Regions from separate parts of the Cricetulus griseus genome. Here region 2 is linked to region 1. A link is a contact called in public Hi-C data. All regions are on one chromosome and are shown on one strand. The core of a region is the stretch at or near the end of the contact, and the rest is flanking DNA. Distances in the headings are between cores, read along the strand shown.

Region 1 (5,690 bases), core at 1,401-3,900:
CTCCAAGCCAAGAATTCAGATGGGAGACTTTTCACCTTCTTCCTTCTCACTGGCGTTTTTCCTGTTTATTTTCCAAGTTGCTGCTCTGTAGCCTAGCAGTGCCTATTGGCCACAGCTCACCAAGTTGTGGGATCAGACTCAGGCAGTGGGCTCAAGTGGCCAGCGGGGCACTGGGGGAGGAAGCAGGGAACTGGAAGAGCCTCCCTGTGTGTCTCCCATGGGCAGCGCTAACCTCAGAGGCAGCCCTGAGCAGCCCTATCACATCCGGTGCTTGTCTCTGCAGCCGGACCGGAGGATAAACTATCAGAGCTGTGGGGCAGTGCATCATTCCTCTTATTATTTTCTTCTCTGCAGATGGGGTCGTGGAAAGTTCAGTTCCTTTTAACCCTCAAAGTTCTGTTTATTCTACAGCTGGTAGCCTGAGTGCCGTGTTTCCCATTACATCACAGAGGAGCCCAGGCAGATTTCTGCAAAGAAACGTGTTGCAACTGTTTATTTTTTTCCATATTTAAACATTTCTGACAGCCAAACTCAGCTGAGCCAAAAGATGGAGCTTTGTGAATGAGTGTGCTTGTTGGTGTCCATGCAGAGGGGCTTTAGAAATCTCTCGCCCCTCCAGTGATTCCTCCCAAACGTTTTCTTTCTCCTGGGCAAAGCCTGGGAAGTGAGTTACTTCTGCCATGCATGCGTGTTGATTGTGTGCTGTTGTGTGATTAATGGCACTGTGTTCTGCCTGGTTCCCAGGACGCTCTTGAAAACAAGATGTTTCATTTCATTGCCTTTTCTTAGTGTAGTGATTACAGTAAATAAACTAGTTCTGCCTCCTTCCACCTGGAACTGGTGAGAGAGTCCCTCATACCTCTCCCTAGTCCACATTCTGCCCTAGTGTAATCCTGGCATGCCCTCTTTCCTGTCATCTGGGGATAGGGAAGGAATGGCTTAGGTCTGAGACCCCTGCCCTACCAGGTAAGCTTATGGACAGTACCCTTCGGAGCTTTCAGGGTGACACTTAGAACTTCTTGGCATATTGCCTCTTTGTACTCCATCTCTCTTGTAGAGTTTTTTGTTTTTGTTTTTAATAACTCTCCTAACATTTCACACCTTAGCATTCCACACTCTTGGGTTAAAAACCTTTCTGGAGGAGAAAGTCAATCTACCTTGAAGTTTTAAGTGGAGAGAGATAGATTTTGTATTTTGAGTGTTTCTTCTCAGCTTCAACCAGAACCTGGTGATGTGGGACTGGGGTGACCAACCACCCTTGTTTGTGTCAGATTAGGGGACTTGTGGGATGTGATAAATTTAGTGCTAAAACAAGGATGATGCCAGGATGGTTAGTCGTCTTGTGTCTAATGTACAAGCGGGAGAATGGAGAAGGCATGGGACAGTCAAGGTAGCACTGAAGTAAGCAAGAAGCTTCCCTTCCCGGGCACATCTTGGCAGGACAGGAAGGGGGATTTTCTTGGATATGTATTCATTTTACTGCTTACATATAGGGAATACATTTATAAAATATTTCTAAGAAGGAAATGCAGGTGACTACACAGTGTGATTACTCCCCGTGTAGCCATGACAGAAGGAAAGAAGCTAGTGCCCAGTTTCTGTCTCTGTGGCAGATACTTGACTATGCAGAATCAGGGACTTCTGGGAGCTGCCTTAGGCACTGGGTATCTAGAGTGTTTGAGTAAGTGTCTCAGCACACTGTCTGGAAAGGTGACAGGACCTGCATTAGACAACTGACTCTCAGAATTCTTTTTCCTCCTCTCTGGTTAAGATTAAAACTCCCCTAATCAATTTCAGGTTTACATAGAGCAATATACCCCAGATGGCTCAACATGGGCACAGCTTCATATTGCAGTTTTGATAGTATTTCTTGGCAGTTTCCAGCCTTACAGCTTTTGTTACAAGTATCTTTGTGTTCCCAAAGCACTAAGAACACTTTCACTGATCTCTTTAGAGCCACTCTTTTCTCATCTTGTTCCTCACAGGGTTGCTGTGGATGTGTGGTCAACACTAGCTGACTTCTGTAACATACTCACTGCAGTGAATCAGTCTGAGGTGCCACTGTACAAGGACCCGGATGATGACCTCACCCTTCTTATCCTGGAAGAGGATCGGCTCCTCTCTGGCTTTGTCCCCTTGCTGGCTGCCCCTCAGGACCCCTGCTACGTGGAGAAAACCTCGGATAAGGTCAGCCTCAGGCCAAACATCCCTCCCCATTTACCCGTTCTCTTAATTCTCCAGACTTTTTTATTCTTGGGAAGTTTTTTGTGCGAACGGAACATGATTAAGTCATTGAGAAGGGTGTTAAGGGAAAATATCGACCTTTTAGCCGCTGACATCCAGCTCTGTGTCCTAAAAAAAAAAATCTCTCTCGACTTCCTTTGGGGTGGTGTGTGTGTGTGTGTGTGTGTGTGTGTGTGTGTGTGTGTGTGAGAGAGAGAGAGAGAGAGAGAGAGAGAGAGAGAGAGAGAGAGAGAGAGAGAGAGAGAGAGAGGGAGGGAGGGAGGGAGGGAGGGGAGAGAGAGGGAGGAGAGGGAGGGAGGGAGGAGGGGGGAATGCGAGCGCTTGCTGGCATGTTGTATATACGATCATTTCCTCACTTGTTTAAATAGTGCAGCTTGTGTTGGCAGTGCTCTCACTCAGCTCCAAATGGTTTGCATCATGCTTAAAGCACCCTCCTTCCTTCCCTCTCCCTCCTTCCCCCAGCCACAAAACTCTGCACTAGGAAAGCAGCCAGGGCTTTTTCCCTTCTCTAAGGAGGAGAGTGATAAATAGGTGACTAGAGAGAAGCAGACACCATGTGTTAACTTACAAAAAAAGCTTTTAGGAATATGAAGCATTCCCCACTGCCTGGTTTCTATTTTCCTTCCTCTAAAGACTGTTTTAACCTGACTTTTTTCATGTCTGTTTATAGAAAACAAAGGCCATTCCCTGTCGCTCTGGTTAGGACTGTGGAGCTTCTAGTTTAACAGTGGGTCTTCAGCCAGGTGGAGCTTAGGGCAGTCTGTCAGTTGGGGAGTCAACTCTGTGCCTGACTCTTCCTCCCTAGGGCAGAGAGAGGCCTTTAGGGAGTAGTCCATGAATGGCTTCTCAGCAGGAAGGCTTTTTTTTTTTTTTATGAATGTTTATTTATTTTTAAGTTTTGGTTTTTTGAGAAAGGGTCTCATATAGCCCAGGTAGGCCTCAAAATGGCAATGTAGCAAAGGCTGGCCTTAAACTTATGGTCATCCTGTACAAATCACCCAAGATATATGTCACCACACAAAGGAGGGTGAAATCATCTGATCAAGATGAAATACATAATAGACATAGAAGTAGATTTTTTTAAGTTAGTAAACTGACTTCCAGAGTTGGGGTTATGACTCCAAGATGGAGTACTTGCCTAGTATGCGCAAAGCCTGAGTTCAGTTTCCCATACCAGAGTAAAAATTAAACTGAATTCCAAACATGAACAGTAAATATGGGGTTTATTTGTTTGTTTGTTTATGCTTCAGGGTCTCACTATATGGCCCTGGCTGGCATAGACTTCAGAAAGATTTTCCTGCTTCTGCCTTTTGAGTGCTGGGATTAAAGACATGTGTCATTCTTAAAAAATTAAGCAGCACTGAGGATGTCTACCAAGCACAAGACCCATGGGTGTGTTCCTCAATACTATAAAAACATACAGCAAAAATTAAAACCTTGGGGTCATATATATACTATTGTCTTTTTTACATACTATTTTAATGTAGTCTTACATGGAAATTGTTATGTGGTGCTAGGAATCAAATATGAGATTTTTTTAGTTTTTTGGTTTTTGTTTTTTTGGGTGTTTTTTTTTTGGGTGTTTTTTTTTTTTTTTTTTTTTTTTTTTTTGGTTTTTGGTTTTTGGTTTTTGGTTTTTGGAGACAGGATTTCTCTGTGTAGCTTTGGAGCCTATCCTGGCACTCGCTGTGGAGACCAGGCTGGCCTCGAACTCACAGAGACCCGCCTGCTTCTGCCTCCCAAGTGCTGGAGGTGTGCGCCACCAACACCCAGCTCTACTTAGTTCTTTTTAAGTGCTAAGATTTCTTTATCTTTATCAGCCCAAGAGAATGCACCTGATATTTTTAGTTTTAAACAGTGAATTTTTGCCTTACAGCAAAATCTGAGCATGTATTCCCTGTAATTAAATTTCTTTTTAAGTACAGAATGGTTTTAGGCATGAGCATTATCAAAATCCATATTCAATTGCCCTGTGGCAACCATTGTAATCCCTTGGCTTTTTGATCAGTGGAGGCAAGAATAGTAAGAGTTTAAGGTCATCCTCAGCTGTATAAACTAGTTTAAGGTCAACCTAGACAATAGGAGACCCTGTTTCAAACAAGCAAATAATCCCTGGGGGTATAGTTTTGACTGTTGAAAATTTGCCTAGATTCTACAAGGGCCCAGGTTCAAACCTTAGTGCCGAAAAGAAAAAGAAAATTAGTAAATAAAAAACAGGCTGAATAAATGGTTCAGTGATTAAGAGCACTTGCTCCTCTTCCAGAGAATCCAGATTTGATTCTCAGCACCCACATCATGGCTCACAACTATCACTAACTCCATTCTATAGGGGGATCCAGTGACCTCTCTGGTTTCTATGGATACGCATACACAGATATGCATGCAGCAAGATACTTAAGCCCATAAAATGAAAATAAATCTTTAAAAAAAAGTCATATTCTTCGGATTTGCTTAATAGCTAACAGTTCTTGGGAGAACCTTTCTTTCCCAAGAAGAATATTTGTTTTATGCCTTTGCAGAAAAAAGAGGATAAAATTCTATTCTGCTTGTCTAGTCTCAGAAGGTGGTAATAATGTGGAGATGGATGGATGGATGGATGGTGGATGGATGGAGGGAGGATGGATGGATGGATGGATGGATAGATGGATGGATGGATGGATGGGGAGGGGCTGAAGACTGCTAATAAGTGTTTATGCCTCTGAGGAAGTTTTCAGTTCAAAGAGAAACTAAGTATTAATAGTTTGCATTAGTCTGCACTAGCAATCAATCTATCTACCTTTCTTTCTTCCTTCCTCTAATCTTTTTTTGATCCCGAGGTAGTCTTGATTACAGAAGATCCCTCTAAGAGTTGGCTGCCATTTAGTGCAGAACAAGAGAGGATTCCTAACCAGCCTTAGGCTTCCGTAGCCTCGTTTTTATCAGCTCCTCGGGGCTCCCAGATGCAGTGTTGGATACTAGATCCATGGCCTGGATAGAGAAGAATGCAGTCAATTGTGCACCCTCACCCTATGAAAGGGGGCACAGTTGCCAGGATGCCACTGGCAACTTACTTCATGACTGTGAGAGGTATTTCAGAGATAGCATCTCTACATGTCACCTTACCCACTCCTAAATTTGGTCTTCCTTCATTCTTTCCAATCTAGCAATAAATAGCATTGACTTGGATGCTCATTTTAGAATCTTAAGAGTTCTTGACTGTTGTTTTCTCAGACCTTCATATCTAAATCATTAGCAGTTAGTATCTTCTTTACTTTTAAAATGTATGCAGATTTAAAAAGAAATTCAGATATAATTCCTTTGTATACCTTTTTTTTTTAATTCATTGAAGTAACTTCTAACTAGTTCCTCTGGCCCCTAGTCCATTTCTCGGCACAGTAACTACAGGGACCTTTTTAGAACATCAGTGCTGAGTCTAGTGGTACAAGCCTGTAGTCCCAGCTACTCAG
Region 2 (5,690 bases), core at 1,095-3,594, 100 kb after region 1:
TGCCCTGTTCTCCTGATCTGTTGTATACTTCTGTGGAGGCCAGTAGTATTTGTTTGTTTGAGACTGGGTTTCTCTGTGTAACAGCCCTGACTGTCCTGAAACTCAAACTCAGAGATCCACCAGCCTCTGCCTCCTGTGAGCTGGGATTTAAGGCCTGCACCACACCACCACTACCCCCCACCCCACCCCACCTCACCCTACCTAAACCCCCCACCCTCCGGCTGTTTGTAATTTTGTGTCTCAATTTCCAGTGGGTTAGCATTATAAAATCGTGCTCACTGTGGAGAAGGAAGTAAAGGAGTCTTTCTAGAGATACAGCCCGTCAGCTACTTTAGCTATTGCATACTGTGTCTGTCTCAGTAGTCTGTCATGGTGCTCCAGGTAGCGCCTATTCCTGAGAGATAGCTGGATGCTTAGCACTTTTCCCAAACTGAAATTATTTCTCTCTTGCACACTTCATGCCAACATGGTTCTCATTGCCATAAATCTGGTTTGGAGTATCTACTTTTGAAAATTTTTTTAAAGACTTTGTGATTGCTTACATGTTTGCTTATTTTTTATGGGTTTTGGTTTTTAGGGTTTTGGGGTTTTTGTTTTTTTTTTTTTTTTTAGACAAGGTCTCCTGCCAAGGTTGATCTTGAACTCTTGGTCCTCCTTTCTGCCACCGCATCCACCTTGGAGTGTGTTCACTTTCCTCAGGTTCCCAGTGCACTGTCTAAGAACCAGTGTGGCCCAGGCTGAGCTACAGTCAGAGGGCTCCTGTGGAACTCTCCTTCCGGGTCAGCACACTTGACTCCAGGCCAGGCTGATCTGTCTGAATCTCAGCATTCCAGTTGCACCCCCCTCACTCCCACCAGAGGCTTCTGCAGCTTTTTATTCATACAAACAAAAATAAATCTCACTACCGGCCTCTGAACTCCACAGCAGCATGCTTCCCCCTTCTCCCTGAGCGTCCCATGGCTGTGAGTGGGGACTTGGCACTCTCCCCATCGACATCACTTTTTCACTCCCTGCGCATCCTGTGTCCTTCTCTCACCGTGCGACCCAGAGATCAGAATGGGACGTGACAGCCGGCACAGGCGCCGTGCACAGCTGCCAGGAATCTGACGGGTAAAATCTGGAAAAGTTGGGAGGGCAAATGCTAAACACATACAGCGCCACTCAGAAAGGGCCGGAAACAGACACCCATAGCAGAGAGCCTGACTCCTAAACCTTCTTGATCTGACATTCTTTTTATTGGTGCTGAACTAATCTTGTGACCCAGGTATGACTCCCCTCACCCACCAAGCCCACTGGTACCCTAGGAGAAGAGGCAGCAACCTTGTCTAATCTCCTGAAACTCCATGAGGGCATGTGGGGAACAGGAAGCAGTTGTGTGGTGACTCACTGGGCAGAGCCAGGTTAGGGGAAGTTGTCTGCAGGCGTCCCTGGGACCGGATGAGGGCAGCCCAGCTTTGACCACCACACGCAGCTTGGCCCTGTCCCATTCCCAGGGAGCCTTCTGCAACCTCCCTGAGAGGCTATGGCTAGTCCACCTTTCTGGCCATGAACCAGAGCTCCATGAACCAATGCTTCCCTGCACCTTACTCTAAGCTTGACATCTGTCCTATCATCAAACCCCAGGTAGATTCCCTTTGCCCCAGCCTCCTGCTCACCACCAGCATGCAGGTGGGATGACCAAGGCCGGGGTAAAAAATGGCAGTCAGTGACTTTCTTAATGGAAGTCTAACAGAGGCTGCATGTCATTTCTCAAAATAGGAAAACAGAGATGTGGTACCTCCTCTGTCACCATAGGCTAGTCCTGTCATTCATGAGCCATGGGGTGGAGTGTTATGTCCTCTCTCCCAGAAAGATAGATATGGAGCCCAGGGCTCCAGGGAAGGTATTCTGGTAGAATTGTACAGAGAACAGAAGCCTGGAAAAAGGCTATTCCTCGGCATGAAAAAGGGCTGCGGAGTGTTTGCTGAACCTAAGCAGAACCATTTCCTGTTCTTGTGAATGCCCAGGCCAAGAACTGTGTGTTACTATCCTGTTGGCAACTCTCTGGGGAGGGACAGTGACCCAAAACCCTGGAAAGGTGGCTGACACTTTCCCCTTGTGCTATGTGTGAGATCAACTGGAGTATTTCAGCAGACTGGGCCTCTGAACCACGTTTCTCATGCTGCCATTGTACTGTGGCCTGTGTCTTCGCCAACTGTGGTGGCAGTGGCAGCAACAACTTACTCATAGGGAAAGGTCCCTGGTAGGTCACCGAAAAGCCACCCCTATCATTTGAAGGCATGCCCTTTCAGTTTTACTGTCACTCTTAGTGTAGCCGAAGCAGCCTTTTTGCTGACTGTTGGTGGCCAGGCCCAGCACTGTGGGCCCCATCTCAGTTGGCACGCACATATACTTCCTCTGCTGTTTCTGGGTCTGTGTCATTGCAGTTGCTATGTTTCAGAAGACCATAAGAGGGAGTGAGGGGACTGGGACTTGCCCACCTGCTTTTCTGGATTCCCACTGGCTAGCTCCCTACACAGAATCTGCCAGAGCAGATAGATCCAGTCGACCAGTGTGCTTCCTGGCCATGGTCCCCAGAGGAAATAGCACAATAATATATTCCGTAGGTAGTGATAGTTATACCCTGAACTTATGCCAGCCATGTAAGACAGACTATCAGTCTAGAGGACACTGGGCTTTGCAGATGTTCACAGAGCTTCCCAGAGATGTGAAAGCCTATAGCACAGACAGTCCCTAGCTTGTGGGCTTCTAAGGGTGAGGGTGCCTTGTACACAGACCAGAAGGTGATGGAGGTGATTGTTGAGTAGTATGGGGAGGAGCGCTTCAGTTTTGGGTTGTTTTGTTTTGTTTTTTAATGGCATTTCAGTTTGCACTAGGGTACAACAAAATGTCCTTTATTTAAATAAAGTCAATTTAAAGGAAAAATGAAGTCAGTGATAGTATTGCTTGAATAGGATTGTGGCAAAGGAGTATAAGTTGAACAAAAATGCTGGGGGTAGCACACCTTTAATCCCAGCAGGAGACAGAGGCAGGCAGATCTCTGTGAGTTCAAGGCCAGCCTAGCCTATGTATCAAGTTCTGGGACCACCAGAACTAAATAAGAGAGATCCTATCTCAAAAAATAAAAAAAGGTAGAGTAAAAAAACCCACATTTAAGAAATACTGTGCAAAGCTAGGAAAGATGGTAGCAGTTATAATCTCTCTGATTGTTGCTCTTTGCATGAGTTTGGTCATAACTTCATCTTTTTTTTTTCTTTTTCTTCTTTTTTTTTTCCTTTTTGGTTTTTCCAGATAGGGTTTCTCTATGAAACAGTCCTGGCTGTCCTGGAACTGAAGACCACGCTGGCCTCGAACTCACAGAGATCCGCCTGCCTCTGCCTCCTCTGCCTCTGCCTGCTCTGCCTCTGCCTCTGCCTCTGCCTCTGCCTCTGCCTCTGCCTCTGCCTCTGCCTCTGCCTCTGCCTCTGCCTCTGCCTCTGCCTCCCAAACGCTGGGATAAAAGGCTTATGCCACCACACTATATTCCCTGACCCCTTTTAAAAAGGGATGAGAAGGAGCAAAGCAAGGAAGGAAAGGAAGATCAGTTCTGATATGATATTCCTAAGTGCTGAATGGAGAAGCGCTCTGTGCATACTGCCTGTATAACATGTGGAGCCCCTTTCCTTACTCCCTTCTTGCGTTCTTAATTTCTAGTCTTAAGATCCTTTCAGAAACTTATTTTTAATATCAGGGTCCTTTCTCAGTGACAGCCAAGGTTTAGTGACACCTCATCCCTGGGCCATTTGGTCTATGTTAATTTTGATTGTGCTACTTTGCTCAGCCCGTGGGTCTGTTCCTCAGGCCTGAAGGGGTGCTGTGCCTCTGGAAGGGGAGAGATGTGTGGGGGCAGGATGCTTACACACTGTTGAGTCAGGGCCCTGGCTCACCCGCCTGCTCACTCTCTTGCTCCCTCACATTCTGTGTCCCTGTAGGCTGTTTTGGAAGACCAGAGTCAGATGAGGCAGATGGAGCTGGAGATCAGACCCTTGTTCCTCGTACCAGATACCAACGGCTTCATTGACCACCTGGCCAGTCTAGCTCGGCTGCTGGAGAGCAGGAAGTACATCCTGGTGGTGCCCCTCATTGGTGAGCTGGGCGGGAGGACAGAACAGTACTGAGAGTGAACAACAGCCCCTCTACACATGCCCGGAGCCAGGCAGGCTGACCTGGCTGTGCATGTTGTAAGACAGGATTTGCAGGGAATGCATGGGGCAAGAAAAATTGTTTATTAATCAGAGTAGTTCAAATTATTATGGCTGATCCATGGCTTAAACTGCTTGAGCAAATGGACTCCCGTGTCCCAGCAACCAGCGGCTGCATGAGCCCAGCCCTTGTTTTTTCCTTATAAAGCTTGCAGTAAAACAGCAAAGCTGGTTCCCGTTATTGGTAAACACTCAGCCCTGGCAGATAACGGCAGTGCTGCTGGGTGGTCTGGCAGGGAGGCTGGGAGGATTTTGAAGTGGTTAGATGCCTTTGGTCTGATTGTCTTGTAGCTTTTCATGATCATTCTGTTGGTTCGAGGTAACATTCTTCTGGCCAATGTCACCCTAAGGCCAGACTGACAGGAACCCTCCAGAGCACGACCTTTGGCTCACGCCTTTCATTTCCTACCACTTGGGCTATTGGTACTGGTGGAGGGTAAGCATCTCTGCTTTTCCTAGCTGGAGTGCTCATTGGAGACTATTGGGTACCCTTAGTTCTTGAAGCTTCATGGTGGGTCAGCCTTGGGGTGTGCTTTGGTCTCTGGATACCTGTCAAATATAGTTGATGTAGCTACTATAGCTGTTGGCTGTACTGTAAGGGACAAGGATTGTGTAAGATGATTGCAAAGCCCAGGATTTTTAATGCCTCTCTCCCAGCAGCCATCTGAAGCAAGTTCGAGAACCATGTTCTCTGGAAAAGGCACCAGACTGGCAGTCTGCCTGACAGGCCACCTCTGACATCCATGCCAAGATGTTCCATTGGACCTTCCCTCCCAGTCCCAAGTGTCTTAGTGCCAGATGGGGGTGGAAACAAAGGGCAGGAAACATCCGCCCCTGCAGAGCCTGTAGAACCCTGGGGGGTTGTGGGAAACACGTTAGCACCACCTGAGAATGTTGGCACTGAAGCAGTCCTCCCTCCCTGTCTTCCTTCCCCCTCCCCATGTGGCCTGGACAGAACCTCTTAAACCCAGACCCTTAGACCTAAGGGAAGGTTTGCTGCACTTCAAAAGAAACACAGCCTCTATCATAAGGCAGAACAACAGAACCACACATGGCCCTGAGCTTTCTGCTTGCCTCTCTGGTACTTAGTGCACTGGCTTACAGGCTTTATCACTGTACTTCCCTTCCAGCAGGTTTTTAGTTAGGAAAAAGAAAGTAGATGGGTCACTTTTGCTAGATGGTCACTGCCATCTCAAGGTTGCCTCCACAAAAAGGTACCTCCTATACCTTCCTAGGCTAGCAGTCACTGGCACTGCCTGTGCCCCTATTGTGTGCTTAGTCTATTTGTTCCTAAGAAATACAGTAAAAGTCCGAGCTGTGGCCCTTGGCCCTGAAGAGCTTAAGTTTGCTAGAGAAATCCAGATTTGCTAGGAAAGGGACAAACATAAGAAAACCTAGAGGATACATTCAGAGCAAAGTCAATGACCCTAAGGGTACCAGCAACTGACA

What was found. A called contact is a pair of places that touch in the nucleus more often than the background predicts.
Region 2: a Hi-C map of liver shows a contact between it and region 1, with 2.2 times the contacts expected there. The contact joins two enhancer-like sites. A contact is called at or near these places in 2 of 8 Hi-C or Micro-C datasets (fibroblasts and liver).

Annotation. Positions count from the first base shown.
Region 1 is chr7:88,497,066-88,502,755 of CriGri-PICRH-1.0, forward strand. It overlaps Smg6 (telomerase-binding protein EST1A), which reads left to right. Exons shown (of 19, transcript XM_027426761.2): 13 at 1,986-2,187. Among named protein-coding and RNA genes, the nearest start is that of Hic1, 110 kb to the right of the region's middle. Within about 2 kb of position 2,651, at least 2 of the 6 cell types and tissues checked have open chromatin away from gene starts, as enhancers often do.
Region 2 is chr7:88,598,152-88,603,841 of CriGri-PICRH-1.0, forward strand. It overlaps Smg6 (telomerase-binding protein EST1A), which reads left to right. Exons shown (of 19, transcript XM_027426761.2): 16 at 3,972-4,125. Among named protein-coding and RNA genes, the nearest start is that of Hic1, 13 kb to the right of the region's middle. Within about 2 kb of position 2,345, at least 1 of the 6 cell types and tissues checked has open chromatin away from gene starts, as enhancers often do.